Regions from separate parts of the Mus musculus genome. Here regions 2, 3 and 4 are each linked to region 1. The links are chromatin contacts, called in public HiChIP or PLAC-seq maps. All regions are on one chromosome and are shown on one strand. Each heading gives the region's core, a stretch centred on a gene start, on an enhancer-like site or on the middle of the called end of the contact. The rest is flanking DNA. Distances are from core to core; before and after follow the strand shown. Region 1 has its middle 330 kb from the start of Gm25833. Region 2 has its middle 390 kb from the start of Gm25833. Region 3 has its middle 350 kb from the start of Gm25833. Region 4 has its middle 220 kb from the start of Gm25833.

Region 1 (3,451 bases), core at 327-2,826:
TGAAGGGGTCTGCAACCCTATAGGTGGAACAACAATATGAACTAACCATTACCTCCAGAGCTTGTATCTCTAGCTGCATATGTAGCAGAAGATGACCTAGTCGGCCATCACTGGGAAGAGAGGCCCCTTGGTGTTGCATACTTTACATGCCCCAATACAGGGGAATGTCAGGGCCAAGAAGCAAGAGTGGGTGGGTAGGGCAGCAGGGCAGAGGGAAGGTATAAGGAACAACTACAACAACAAAACAAACAAACAAAATCAACAGAAGAAGAAGAGGAAGAAGAAGAAGAAGAAGAAGAAGAAGAAGAAGAAGAAGAAGAAGAAGAAGAAGGAAAGAAAGAAAGAAAGAAAGAAAGAAAGAAAGAAAGAAAGAAAGAAAGAAAGAAGAGAAAACAAGCTGTGCACTCATGTATGTATCAAGTACACTATGAAGAAGACTGCTAACTTTAGCATTTCACTAATGCTTGACTACTATGTTTAGATTAGTGTTTCCGGTAATATATGAAACTCAAACATGATTGTACTGGGACAGGAAGATCAGTACATTTTGACTGAAATTGTCATGTGCAGATGCGGTTTCAGGTGCAAGCATACAGGGCCCCTCACCTCACTCAGCTGGAATAATTCAGAAACAGTTTAAACTGCAATTCTAGTTTGGAAACATATAGACCAAAAGGACATGAAATCCATTTTTTATTCCACCTTACATTGTCCTTAATCTCATAGGATATTTACACAATTTTATGCTATTTTCAAAACAAGCTTTATATTTGGATGACTCAAAGTAATACAGCAGACAAAGTCCTATACTTCAAGGGTATGTTTAGTATGACATAATCTGACTTAATAACAATATAAATAATCATAAAGTCATTTTATTTTATGCTAATTGACTTAAATCTTAAATTTTTATTTGAATGATATATTTTCCCAGTGTTCATTGATTTTTGCCTTTTAATGAAGTTTGGCAAGAAACAAAAACCTGACATTTCCAATAGACATAGAAATTGCAAGGATTTATAGAGATTTTTCTTGGCGCTGCACTTTTACTCATAGCTAGTCCTATTTCTCATAGTATGAAATAGGAAAATATTTTAACCTTTCAGATTTAGTGTTTTGTGGACACACAATTATTTGTAAACATTTATACTCGGTTGTCAATTCCCTATGATATGATTTTAATTGGTTCAAATGAATTTTTCTTTATTATTTTCTGAAAGTTGGTATGGTCAATAGAAATCAATTTACAATTTATAATTGTAAATGCATCCTTGCCACTGAGTAGTGGCAACAATCTCCACCTCAAAGCAACATTAAATTGTAATATAGCACATATAATGAAGTTCAAGAGATGTTCAACAGTATTTTATTAAATACCTTTATATTAGATGATCCTGTCCCACTTTATATGAATGTAATTTTCTGAGACCCTTTCAGCTTAGGTTGTTTGATATAATATATTTGTCCAATGACGTTTTGGCTCATAATAATGATGAATTAAATTATTTTACTTGATGTATCCCCATTGCAATATAGTATCTGTGAAACATTACCCATCTCTCCAGCAGGGGGTAGTACAATCACACATTTATCTAGTCAAGGTAGCCATGCTTAGTCCTGAGACCTACTATAACAATGAGAATAATAGAAAGAGGCACCCAGTCTCTTGATCTACCAAGCCTCCACAATGTTTTCATGCATTTGCCCACTACTATTAAACTGCCCTGAGCACATTTATTTGACAGAGACTTTGAGAGCTGACGACCCAGAAAATTCAATATCTTCAGAGAGAGCAGACCGGCTTCTCAAGGATACTCCCATTTATAACAGAAAACTTCGGCTCAGGAGGATCAGAAGTCCAAGCCCCTCCTAAATATCAGCATGAGGCACAATGATAGATTTGTGATTGGTACTACAAAATGTATATTTATGTTTCTTTCTGATTTAGAAAGGGGGGTTTCTGCATGTGACATCTGTGGTAATATTCCTGAAAATAATTGAGTTACAGTTCCACATCACACACTGACATTCTTTTTTTTTTTTTTTGAGATGTTTTTGGGCCCAGAATTATTTAATTAGACTCAGATGGATTAGTTAACCCTTAGCTGAGCAGCTATCAGGACAATGGTATGGCAAATCTGGGACCTCAGGTTTTCCTATGTACATTCCAGTAATCTTCAGCTGAGCTTTATGGTGGGAATAAAAATCCCATATACTGTAGTACTTGTCATCCATGTAGACATCCATGTCTAATCTGATTTCCATTCTACACAGGTTTATCTGGTGCAATTCAAATAAAGACTGAATGTATGTGTTGGAAGTACTATATTATCTATTTCACTAACATTTCCAACTATTTTTAATACATCGTCATTAAAATCTACTCCAGCAGAATCAGTTCCCTCAGTGATGGGAGCCTCTAATTCACCATTCTTTCCACAGTGGGCAAGAAGTGCATCAATTAAGTTACATACCTGCCTAATATTTTCTAACTTCTTAGTAGGAAAAATTGGGTTGCATATATGTGTGTTCTTTACATATTCATGTGTGATAGATTATAGAACTTTCCTTAATGGTGCCTTTTATTCACAGGAAGATATAGTTTTGATTTAGTTCACTTGCTCTTGCTGAGCACAATACAATTTAAATTTAAATATCGTCTGGGCTCCACTTGGACAAAGACTCAACTCTGTACTTATTTTATCTCTCTATTGGGAGAAGCAGTAATGCATGTCTTCCTAGTCAAATTTCACCTTTCAACTGCCAATACCTGTTACAATAGGGACAAGAGATATTTATAGTTTCTGATCACTGTTATCCATCATAACACTGCCCCCTTCTGTGAGAGTGATCTTCGTGCATCATTTCATACTCAGATTTAGTCGGTGGAGACTAGAGGTCCTGAAAATTCTCCGTGTTGCAGATGGAGAAAAGCAAATTCTGGGAGTCTGGCCCTTCACAATGATCTTTCCTGGTGAGGTATATCCGCTCTCATGCCTGCTCTCTCTTCCTTTCATTGAGTAGAGTCAATCATAGAGCTTATGCAGCTGCTTCATGCATCCCTAATAATCTGGATTGATGGACAGTGCTGGTTAGCATCATAAAGAATTTCCAAATAAGGAAACCTGAAGTCTATGGGAAGAAATAATGTCAATAAATCTGTGAGAAAATATTTGGCATAATCAAGCTGACATCCAATAATTCCAGCCTATTCTAAAAGGATTAGTATAAGAAATTAAAAGACCAGCAAGATGTGACATTTCATTGGTTATTGACAAGTTTCCTTTGTCCATCTTTTCTAACTGCAATACTGTTAATGACATATATGTTTGTGTGTATATATATACATATATATATATATATAATGTATATATATATATATATATATATATATATATATATATATATATATATATATAGTGTATGTGCATGCATGCACAAATATGTTCCT
Region 2 (3,451 bases), core at 536-3,035, 720 kb after region 1:
CACAAGATACAGTCCACAGAATTCAAAAAGCTCAACAAGCTGAAGTGCTCTAGAGATGAAACCTCAATCTCACTTGGAGAGAGAAGAAAGCAATCATAAGTGGGGAGGGAGGGAGGAACTTGGAAGGGAAAGAGGATGGGGGTGGGGGAACCTGATCTGTTATTGGGTGAGGAAAAACAACTGAAGCCCTGAGGGCCTGCAGAAAGAATGTAAACAGGCAACCTCAGCAAATAGAAGATTGGGGGGACCACCCAGACTACACTAGAGATCTGTGAGCTGAGAGACTCCCAGGTCTCACAGGGAGGGACCTTTGATGAAATGCTTAACAGTAGGGAGAGGAAACCTATAAAGCCTACCTCAGCAGAAAGACAGGACATCAAGTGAATTCCTTTGTAGATAAATATAAATACTTATCCCAAATTTTATTGAGAATAATAATCATAAACTAGCAAGAGAAAACTTATTTTGAACTTTGGTTTTGTATTTACATATGTATATGTCTGTATGCCATGTGTATATTCCAGTGTCTAGACAAAAGTGTAGAATCTCCTGAACTGCAGGCATTGCAGTACCTTGAGTGTCACCAAGTGTGAATGCTGAGGGCCACCCTTAGTTCTTCTGCATGAACTGCTAGTTCTCTTTAATCTCTAATCATCATTCACTTCAGTCTTAATAACTCTGTCTGGATGAATAATGAGTTTATCCTTGTTATTTACATAGCAATGATGCAGTATAGTCCTAAATTTGGAGAAATGCCTCAGATTCTTCCTACTAGTCTTCTATTCTATAGAGTTGTGAGCTCATAACAGAAGTCATACAAATATTGACCTAGAATGCTACCTAATACTGAAACAGTAAAAGTACTAACAGGATCAAATAACCTGAGATACAAATCAAACCAGACTCATGGGAAGTTACACAATTGTGTTGTCTCAATCCTATCTCTTTTCAGACATTCTTCTGGTTTTGTAGCAAGTTACCATACCATGTGAATGATTCTTCTATTGTTTTTTTTTTGTTATTTTTGTTTATTTTTGGGTAGGGGGGTTGGTCTATCATGTACATCTATACATGTTGATTTGCAATGAGGTACAGCTTCTCTAGCTAGGGTTTGAGACAAATCTCACAGCAACACAAATGAAGCCAAGAGTATCACTAAAAACTGAGATTTTCTAATATGTCTTGGTACATGTTCTGAATAAGAACCTTTGCTTAATAAATGTGATGAATCTTTTCTTTTGATTGTTGTGTTTTGTACCCACTATCGACAGTCAAGGTAACAGAACACTAGATTAAAGCTTTGCTTATTTTCATATCTATAATATCAGAAATATGCTATGTAACTTATATGGTGTGAGTGTATGTGTGTGTGTGTGTGTGCATGGATTTTGTCTACTTCTGTGTGTGCACATTGTTTGTGTGTGTTTGTGTGTGTTTGTGTGTGTGTGTGTGTGTGTGTGTGTGTGTGTGTGTGTGTGTGTGTGTGTGTGAAATATATATTTAAAGGAAAGGAATTATAGGAGAAGAATTGGTTTTCCCTGGATAAAGAACTTCTCAGGACATTGATAGGATAGAATTTTCTGTTATACTTCAGGCATCTTCTACGAGAGGGAACCACAAGAAGTCCTTTTCCCCTTTTTTTAGTCTCCTGTGAGGTAAAGAGGAACAAAGAACACAAATTTGAAATAAAGAGATTTTGTTGTTTGAAGAGGTCTATTCTACTGAAGGAATCTATTGGCCCTCTGGGATTGCAACAGTATTAACTGTAAGAATACAGTGTACCCTAAGGGCCACTATGCAAAACACACTATGTTAGAACTGAAAGTATGTGGTTATTAAGAAGACAACGTCTGTTTCTATTCTTCTTAACTATATCATTAGATGTGATAAATTGCACTTTCTGTGGTGCACATGACAAAATAGTTTATAATTGGAAATGAATGAATTCTAGGATCATTGTAGTGAAAAAAACTTAGAGACACAAGATCACAATAATGAGAATCGTGTTTAAGGAAGTCTGAAGAATAAAAGTCACAAACAGAAACCCTGAGACTTTATCCATCCTTTGGATAAATGAAGAAGAGTAAAAGGAATAATTTTGTTTGTCATAGTCACACTTGAACACAAATGTAGCTTTTATTAAGTATTGTAAGTTGCAGAGTGCAGACTGGAGGAGATCATATATAACGCAAAGCTTTTCTTTTAAAAAAATGTTGTATATCCAAATAGTTTTTGCATCAAAGATCATTCAGAGCCAGTTACAAACTGGTATATGCTGCCAATGTTCCACATCCTAAAGCATAACTTCCACCATACTTTTTCCTTTTAGCTAAATATTCCATTGAGTTTCATTTTTAAATCTGTTTTTCCTTAATCTCACTCCCTCCTTTTAATTTTTACAATATGTAATTTTGGTCTACAACGAATGAAATGTCTGGTGAACAGTATTCACAAGTAAATGAGTATTTGTACTGACATTTTATAACCCTAAACTCGTCATTGCATTGTAAAACTTTGTCCTTCATGGTACTTTATTGGGCCCCAAAGAATATATTATAGGTATCACTTTTTTTCTCTCTCTGGATGGGATGTGATCTCTTTTTCTAAGTGCCCGGCATGGTATTATCCACAGTACTGCAATTTAAAAAAATTGAAAAAGATGCTGAAATATAAGACAACAAAATTTTATATACTCAGCTTCTAACTTTGTGAGCTAAGTAAATCTCTTCTGTTACTAATGTGCATAACATCAGTCATTACTCTACAACCAAAAGAGAAATTTATACACAGATATAGGTCCAAAAGATATGCTGAGAAAGCATTAATTCTGTTCTTCTTATAAGTAGGATTACAGAAATCCCAGTAATATAAATAAAATAATATCAATGTCATATCCATATTCTAGTATGATTTTCTCTTCAAGGATTCAACCAATTCCTAATACAATCATAGAAGAGAACTTCTATCCAACACATAATCATTTAGGGAGAAACCAGAAGTCATAACAATGATAGTCTGTGCCTCTTTAGATATTAGGGCCCTCTTAGAATATGCTTTTGAAATGGATAAATCATTATCTTTTTAAAGAATTTGTAGTCTCTTAAACTAAATAATGCAAACTTAATATATCACATGGCATCATCTGAGAACATGTTGAGGAACTGGTGGACATACAATTCAGGCTTTACTATATGTTTTACAGCAATGACTTTTTACTATATCACTGCAAACAAACATGGTAATAGCACTGAGGCATCAACATATTTTCCGTTTATTCTTCCCATTGGTTCTGAACTGGGTTAATTGGCCTAAACTGAATTTTATACCCAGATGAGTATTTCAAACTTCCCATGTGATATGTACCAGACCCTTCAGTCTCTTTCCAATCAGAGTGTAATGATCTTGTCATTGTAAAGCTTCCTACCAGTTACTTAACAGATATCCTCCTCTT
Region 3 (3,451 bases), core at 339-2,838, 680 kb after region 1:
GCAATAAATATATTTTTTCGTTATTAGTGAATAGTTTACCACCTAGATTCATTGAGTAACATGATACCCTTTGCCATGTTTTCATTTGAAATAGTAGTCTGAAATATTTAGGGACTAAAATCAATAGTAATAAAACAGAGGTTATTCACTCAAGTAAAAAGACAAATGCAATGATGCCTAAACTTCCATGCTCCATGCATTAGGATGTTATAGAAACTTTGTTGAATAATATGGTCCTGTTTTATCTATCATAGAAGAAGAAGAAGAAATAATTTCCATCCTGATCAATTTTCTAACAATTTGAATTAGAACTGCCATGGAATAGTTATTCCAACTGTGTTGGAAATTATTGAATGAACTACCTTCGTAGATCAATATAAACCTATATTCTAAATCGGGATGATACAAATAATCCAAGAACAAAACCAACAAGCTTACATTTTTAAGGTTGTCTTTGTATTTACTTATGTGTATGCCTGCATATTGAATTTGTATTAAATTAAGCTTAAAAGAAACAGGTGTGAGATGTCTCAGAACTGATGCTATTAGAGTTGGTTCTTAGCCACCAAATGTAAATACTGGGAACCAAATCTAGGTCCTCTGAATGGATATGTACTCTATTGATCATTGAATTATCTATCTTCTCAGTCCCAATAAATCTAAGTAGATGAGTAAATGTGTTTATTCTGGTTATTTACATAGTAGTTGAAATGCTACACTCCTGAAATTTACAAAAATGCCTCTCATTCTTCCTACCAAGGTTCTATTCTATATAATTGCTAGTCCACAGCAAAATCATGCAAACTTTGGCTTAGATTGCCATCTAGTAATGAAACAAGAGAAGTGCCAAAAGGCTCAGACAACCCAAGTCACAGACCACACCAGATCTATGGGAAGTTATATATTTGTGTTGACCCTATCTTTTCTCTTTTCCGGGATTTTTCGGTTTTGTAACATGCTACCACACTCTGTAAAATATAGCTTTGGTTTTCTGTACTCTGCCATGTACATTAGATTAATGGTGCCTTGCTATCTCTGACTAGGAATTGGAAGATAAGTTTCAATACCAGACAACTGAAACCAGTAGAGAAATATTCCAAACCAGAATTTAATAGCAATTTGTAGTACACGTCTTTAACAAGAATATGTGTAATCCAAATGAGATTAAATTTTAGATGGAAGCTTTTCAAAGCCCAGTATAAACAGCCAATTAATTGGATACTAGAATATAGTCTTATAAATTTTCACGTCTGTAACATCATAATTGTGCTATTTAACTAGGTATGATTATATATGAATGTATAATATTATATATGTGTATATGTAATACATGTGTGTGAAAACACAGTATTTATGTTTTCCTAGAATAAAAGTCTGTCTGCCCTTGGATAGTGGGATCACATTCTTTGGTATATTTAAAGGTATCCTCTGTGAGACGGATCCTCTAGAAGTCCTTTTTTCCTATTTTCCATATTCATGCTATATAAAGAGGAACAAAGAGCAGAGAGCTGAGATGAAGGAGTTCAGCTGCTCAGAAAATTTTACACCACACCAGGAAACCAGTCTACCCTCTAGGGAGCCAACAGTAGTAGCTAACATTAGTGTGGAATCCCCAGGGGACACTATGAAAAGCAGATTCAGTTAGAGATGAAAGTATAGTGGTTATTCAGAAGACACTTTCTGTTTTTAAATTCTTTTAAACAGTTTTATTGTTAGATGTGGTGAAATGCACTTTTTTCTAGAAAATATGGCAACAAGTTTATAACAGGCCATGAACTAAAACATGAAGTCTGATAAGAAGACTGAACACCAGCTGACTACAGCTACTGGGAATTGAGTGGGTTAATGAAAGCCTAGATTATCTTAGTGAAAAGACCTTAGAGTTATGAGAACAAAATAATAAGAAAAGTGTTTCAAAAGATCTGAGTAATAGAAGACACCAATAGAAATCCACTGACTTTATAGTTTTTTGAATAAATTAATCAGAAAACAAGGTGCGGTTTTTATTATCACAGTCTCATTGAACACAAATGCAGCCATTATTTGAGACCTTTGAATTGTATGATACAGGCATGAGAGAAGTCTTACATAATGAAAAGCTCAAATAGCTTCCTTCCTGTAGAACATGCTATTGTCCCAGTCAGAAGTTGCTTTACCTGTCTTAATTTTTTTCTTTTATTAATATTAATCATTCCACTTGTTTATATCTCAAGTGATATCTCTCTTCCCGGTTACCTCCTCCTTCAACCCCACCCCCTCCCACCCCATGATATCCTACTTACTGAATACCCCTCTGCCACCACCCCACCCCACATCTGAGCCCCCCTTCCATTTTGCCTGTATGGGAATGCTCCCCATACACCCATGCTCTTCCACCCAACCGCTCCAGTATCCCCTTACTCTGGGGTATCAAACCTCCCCAGGACCAAGGACCTCCCCTTCCATTGCTGTCTGGCAAGGCTATTCTCTGTGACATATGTATCTGGAGCCAAAGATCTCTTTAGGTACACTCCTTGGTTGGTGGTCTAGTTGTTGAGAGAACTGAGTGGTTAGGGCATCCTATGTTGTTTTTCCAATGGGGATGTAATGCCCCTCTGTTCCACCAGTCCTTCTGTCAGGTCCCCAACCAGGTTCTCTGAGTTCAGCCCTATGGTTGGCTGCAAGCATTCACCTCTGCATTAGTCAGCTGCTGGCTGAACCTCCCCAGTCTGCCATACTTGGTTCCTCTTGACCCCAGCATGAGTGTTGGATTTGGTATCTGCAGACATGATATATCCACCAGGTGGATCCATTCCTCAGTTGGCCCTTCCTTCAGTCTCTGTTCTATTTTTGTTGCTATTCTTCCTTTGGAGAGGAACATTTCTGGGGTGGGGTGGGGACAAAACAACAACAACCTTTTATTTATGTATCTACACTCCTGATTTTATTCTCCCCACCCACCCCAGTCCACCCTCCAACTGTTCCACCTCCCATACCTACTCCCCAAACCCTGTCTCCACTAGGATGTCCTCATCTTCCACCCCGCACCTCACCTGACCTCTAAACTCCCTGGTGCCTCCAGTCTCTTGAGGGTTATTAGGTGCATCTTCTCTGATTGAACACAGACCCCTCAGTCCTCTGTTGTATGTGTGTTGGGAGCCTCATATCAGCTGGTGTATGCTGCCTGTTTGATGGTCCAGTGTTTAAGAAACCTCTGGGGTCCAGATTAATTGGGACTGCTGGTCCTTCTATAGAGTTTCCCTCCTCCCAGCCTTTTCCTTTGGGCTGCTTCTCCCTCTGGTGTCCGACAAGGCCATCCTCTGCCACATATGCTGCAGGTCCCTCCATGTGTACTCTAGTTGATGGTCCAGTCCCCGGCAGCTCTGTAGGGTCTGGCCAGTTGAAACTGTTGCTCATCACATGGAGCTGTAAATCCTTTCAGCTCCTTCAGTCCCTTCTCCAACTCCTCCAT
Region 4 (3,451 bases), core at 345-2,844, 550 kb after region 1:
ACCATGCAATAAATATATTTTTTCATTATTAGTGAATAGTTTAACAGCTAGATTTATTGAGTAACTTGATATACTTTGCCATGTTTCCTAGTCTGACATCTTTAAAGACTAAAATCAATATTAGTAAAACAGAGGTTGTCTCCTCATTTAAAAAGACAAATGTAGTCCTTTTGAGATGTTGCAGTGATGTCCATACATCCATGCTCCATGCATTAGAGAGTTATAGAAGCAGTTTTTAGTAATATAATCCTGTGTTACCTATCATACAAGGAGGCAAAATAATTTCCATTCTGATCAATTTTCCAATAATTTGGATTAGAACTGCTATGGCATAGTTATTCCAACTGTGTTAGAAATTATTGAATGACTTACGTTGGTAGATCAGTATAAACATATATTTTTTTTTCCAAATTGGGATGAGACAAATAATCTAGGCATAAAATCAACAAATGTGTGTTTTGAATATGTATTAAATTGAGCTTAAAAGAAACAGATGTGAGATGTGTTGGAACTGATGTTATTACTTTTGGTTCTTAGCCACCAAATAAAAATTCTGGAAACCAAACAGGTCCTCTGAATAGATAGGTACTCCATTCAGAGTCATCTATCTGTTGAGTCCCAATAAATCCATTTGATGAGTAAATGTGTTTATTCTGGTTAGTTACATAGTAGTTGAAATGTTACACCCCTGAAATTTGCAGAAATTCCTCTCATTCTTCCTACCAAGGTTCTATTCTATATAATTGCCAGTCCACAGCAGAGTCATGCAAACTTTGTCTTAGATTGCCATCTAGTAATGAAACAAGAGAAGTGGCAAAAGGCTCAGACAACCCAGACCACACCAGATCGATGGGAAGTTATATATTTGTGTTGACCCAATCTTTTCTCTTTTCAGGGATTTCCGGTTTTGTAACATGCTACCACACTGTGTGAAAGATAGCTTCGGTTTTCTGTACTCTCCCATGTACATGAGATAAATGGTGCCTTGCTATCTCTGACTAGAAATCAGAAGATAAATTTCAATACAAGACAACTGAAACCAGTAGAGAGATCTTCCAAATCAGAATTTAATAGCCAGTCATAGGACATGTCTTTTAACAAGAATATGTGGAATCTATGGGATTAAATTTTAGATGGGAGTTTTTCAGTGCCCAGTATAGACAGCAAAGTAACTGGAAACTAGATTATAGTCTTATAAATTTTCACATTTGCAATATCATAATTGTGTTATTTAACATATATGATTATATCATACTATAAATGTGTACATGTAATATGTGTGTGTGCAAAAACACATGTATGTATGTTTTCTCAGAATAAAAGAGTTGTCAGCACTTGGATAGTAGGATCTCATTCTTTGGTATATTTAGAGATATCCTCTGTGAGTGGTAACATCTAGAAGTTCTTTTTTTTTATGTTCCATATTCATGCAAGATGAAGAGGAACAAAGACCACAGAGCTGAGATGAAGAAGTTCAGCTGCTCAGAAAATTATGCGTAACATCAGGAAATCTGTCTGCCCTCTAGAGAGCAAACAGTAGTAGCTATCATTAGTGTGGAATCCCTAGAGGACACTATGAAAAGCAGATTCAGTTAGAGGTGAAAGTATAGTGGTTACTCAGAAGACACTTTCTGTCTCACCCCAGCCTTTTTAAAACACTTACATTGTTAGATGTGGTGAAATGCACTCTTTATAGAAAATATGGCAACCATATTCAGAATGGGCCAGAAACTAAACCAGAAAGGCTGGTAAGAAGACTGAACAATAGCCCAAGCCCACTATAGCTAATGAGAATTGACTGGATTAATGAAAGCCTAGATCATCTTAGTGAAAATATCTTAAAGTCATGAGAACAAAATAATAAAAAAAACATGTTTCAGAAGGGCTGAATAATATAAGACATCCACAGAAATCCACGGACTTCATCCTGCTTTTGAAGAAATTAATCAGAAAACAAAGTGTGATTTTTATTATCACAGTCTCATTCGAACACAAAAGCAGCCACTATTTGAGAGCTTTGATTTACATGATACAAGCATGAGAGAAGTCTTACATAATGTAAAGCTCAGATAGCTTCCTGTAGAACATGTTGTTGTCCAAGTCAGAAGCTGCTTTTCCTGTATTATTTTTTCTTTTATTAATATTAATCATTTCATTTGTTTACATCTCAAATGATATCCCCCTTCCCAGTTACCTCCTCCAACAACACTGACTCCAATATCCCACTTCCCAGTTATCCCTCCGCCATGTCCCCCATCACAAATCTTCCCTCCTCACTTTCTTTTGTCTGTATGAGAGTGCTCCCACACACACCCACACTCTCCTGCCCCACTGCTCCAGTATTCCCCTACTCTGAGGCACAAAACTTCCCCAGGACAAAAGGCCTCCCCCTCCTGTTGCTGTCTGGCAAGGCCATCCTCTGCTACATATGGATCTGGAGCTGAAGATTCCTTTAGGTACACTCCTTGGTTGGTGGTATAGTCTTTGGGAGAACTGGGTGGTAAGGCCAGCCTATGTTGTTCTTCCAATGGGGTTTCAATCCCCCTCCATTCCTCCAGTCCTTCTGCCAGCTCCTCAACCAGGTTCCCTGAGTCATCCTGACAGATGACTCCAAGCACCTGCCTGTACATTGGTCAGCTGATGGCTGTACCTCCCAGGAACTTCCACACTTTGCTCCTCTCACAGGTGCCTCTTGACTCAAGCAATAGTGTTGGGTTTCGTGCCTGCAGACTTAATGTATTCCCCAGGTGGGTCCGTTCCCCAATTGGACCTTCCTTCAGTCTCCATTGGTTCCATTTTTTTATCCCTGTTCTTCCTTTGGAAAGGAACATTTCTGGGTTATAAAAAAACAAAAACAAACTTCGATTTATTTACATTCCAGATTTCATTCTCTCCCCACCCTTGTCCACACTCCAACTGTCCTCCTCTTTACTCCCTGTCTCCATGAGGATGTCCTCATCCCCCACCATCCACCACCCACCCTGCCTGACCTCTAAACTACCTAGGGCCTCCAGTCTTTTGAGGGTTAGGTGCACCTTCTCTGTCTGACCCGGTAGTCCTCTGCTATATACGTGTTGGGAGCCTCATATCAGCTGGTGCATGCTGCCTGTTTGGTGGTCCAGTTTTTGAGAGATCTCAGGGGTCCAGATTAATTGAGACTGCTGGCCCTCCTACAGGGTTGCCCTCCTCCTGAGCTCCTTTCAGCCTTTCCCTATTTCAACAAGGGTCAGCAGCTTCTGTCCATTGGTTGGGTGCAAATGTCTACATCTGACTCTTTAAGCTGCCTGTTGGGTCTTCCAGAGTGAGGTCATGCTAGGTCCATTTTTGTGAGCAGTCCATAGCCTCAGTAATAGTGTCAGGCCTTGGGACCTTCCCTTGGGCTGGATCCCACTTTTAGGCTGTCTCTAGAATTTCTTTTCCTCAGGCTCCTTTCCATTCTCATCCCTGCAGA

The links. HiChIP or PLAC-seq counts read pairs in DNA pulled down with a chosen protein or histone mark.
Region 2: an H3K27ac HiChIP or PLAC-seq map of large pre-B cells shows a contact between it and region 1, with 14 times the contacts expected there. The contact joins two enhancer-like sites. A contact is called at or near these places in 2 of 15 datasets of contacts at CTCF or cohesin (large pre-B cells and pro-B cells) and 1 of 115 datasets of contacts at active chromatin or transcription factors (large pre-B cells).
Region 3: a RAD21 HiChIP or PLAC-seq map of pro-B cells shows a contact between it and region 1, with 12 times the contacts expected there. The contact joins two enhancer-like sites. A contact is called at or near these places in 1 of 39 promoter capture datasets (the C10 cell line), 2 of 15 datasets of contacts at CTCF or cohesin (large pre-B cells and pro-B cells) and 1 of 115 datasets of contacts at active chromatin or transcription factors (large pre-B cells).
Region 4: a RAD21 HiChIP or PLAC-seq map of pro-B cells shows a contact between it and region 1, with 9 times the contacts expected there. The contact joins two enhancer-like sites. A contact is called at or near these places in 2 of 15 datasets of contacts at CTCF or cohesin (large pre-B cells and pro-B cells) and 1 of 115 datasets of contacts at active chromatin or transcription factors (large pre-B cells).

Annotation. Positions count from the first base shown.
Region 1 is chr6:68,200,070-68,203,520 of GRCm38.p6, forward strand. It overlaps Igk. Among named protein-coding and RNA genes, the nearest start is that of Gm25833, 330 kb to the right of the region's middle. Within about 2 kb of position 1,577, at least 3 of the 459 cell types and tissues checked have an H3K27ac peak or open chromatin away from gene starts, as enhancers often do. A contact at or near this core is called in pro-B cells, where this site is marked.
Region 2 is chr6:68,924,851-68,928,301 of GRCm38.p6, forward strand. It overlaps Igk. Among named protein-coding and RNA genes, the nearest start is that of Gm25833, 390 kb to the left of the region's middle. Within about 2 kb of position 1,786, at least 9 of the 459 cell types and tissues checked have an H3K27ac peak or open chromatin away from gene starts, as enhancers often do. A contact at or near this core is called in pro-B cells, where this site is marked.
Region 3 is chr6:68,882,758-68,886,208 of GRCm38.p6, forward strand. It overlaps Igk. Among named protein-coding and RNA genes, the nearest start is that of Gm25833, 350 kb to the left of the region's middle. Within about 2 kb of position 1,589, at least 14 of the 459 cell types and tissues checked have an H3K27ac peak or open chromatin away from gene starts, as enhancers often do. A contact at or near this core is called in pro-B cells, where this site is marked.
Region 4 is chr6:68,749,122-68,752,572 of GRCm38.p6, forward strand. It overlaps Igk. Among named protein-coding and RNA genes, the nearest start is that of Gm25833, 220 kb to the left of the region's middle. Within about 2 kb of position 1,595, at least 11 of the 459 cell types and tissues checked have an H3K27ac peak or open chromatin away from gene starts, as enhancers often do. A contact at or near this core is called in pro-B cells, where this site is marked.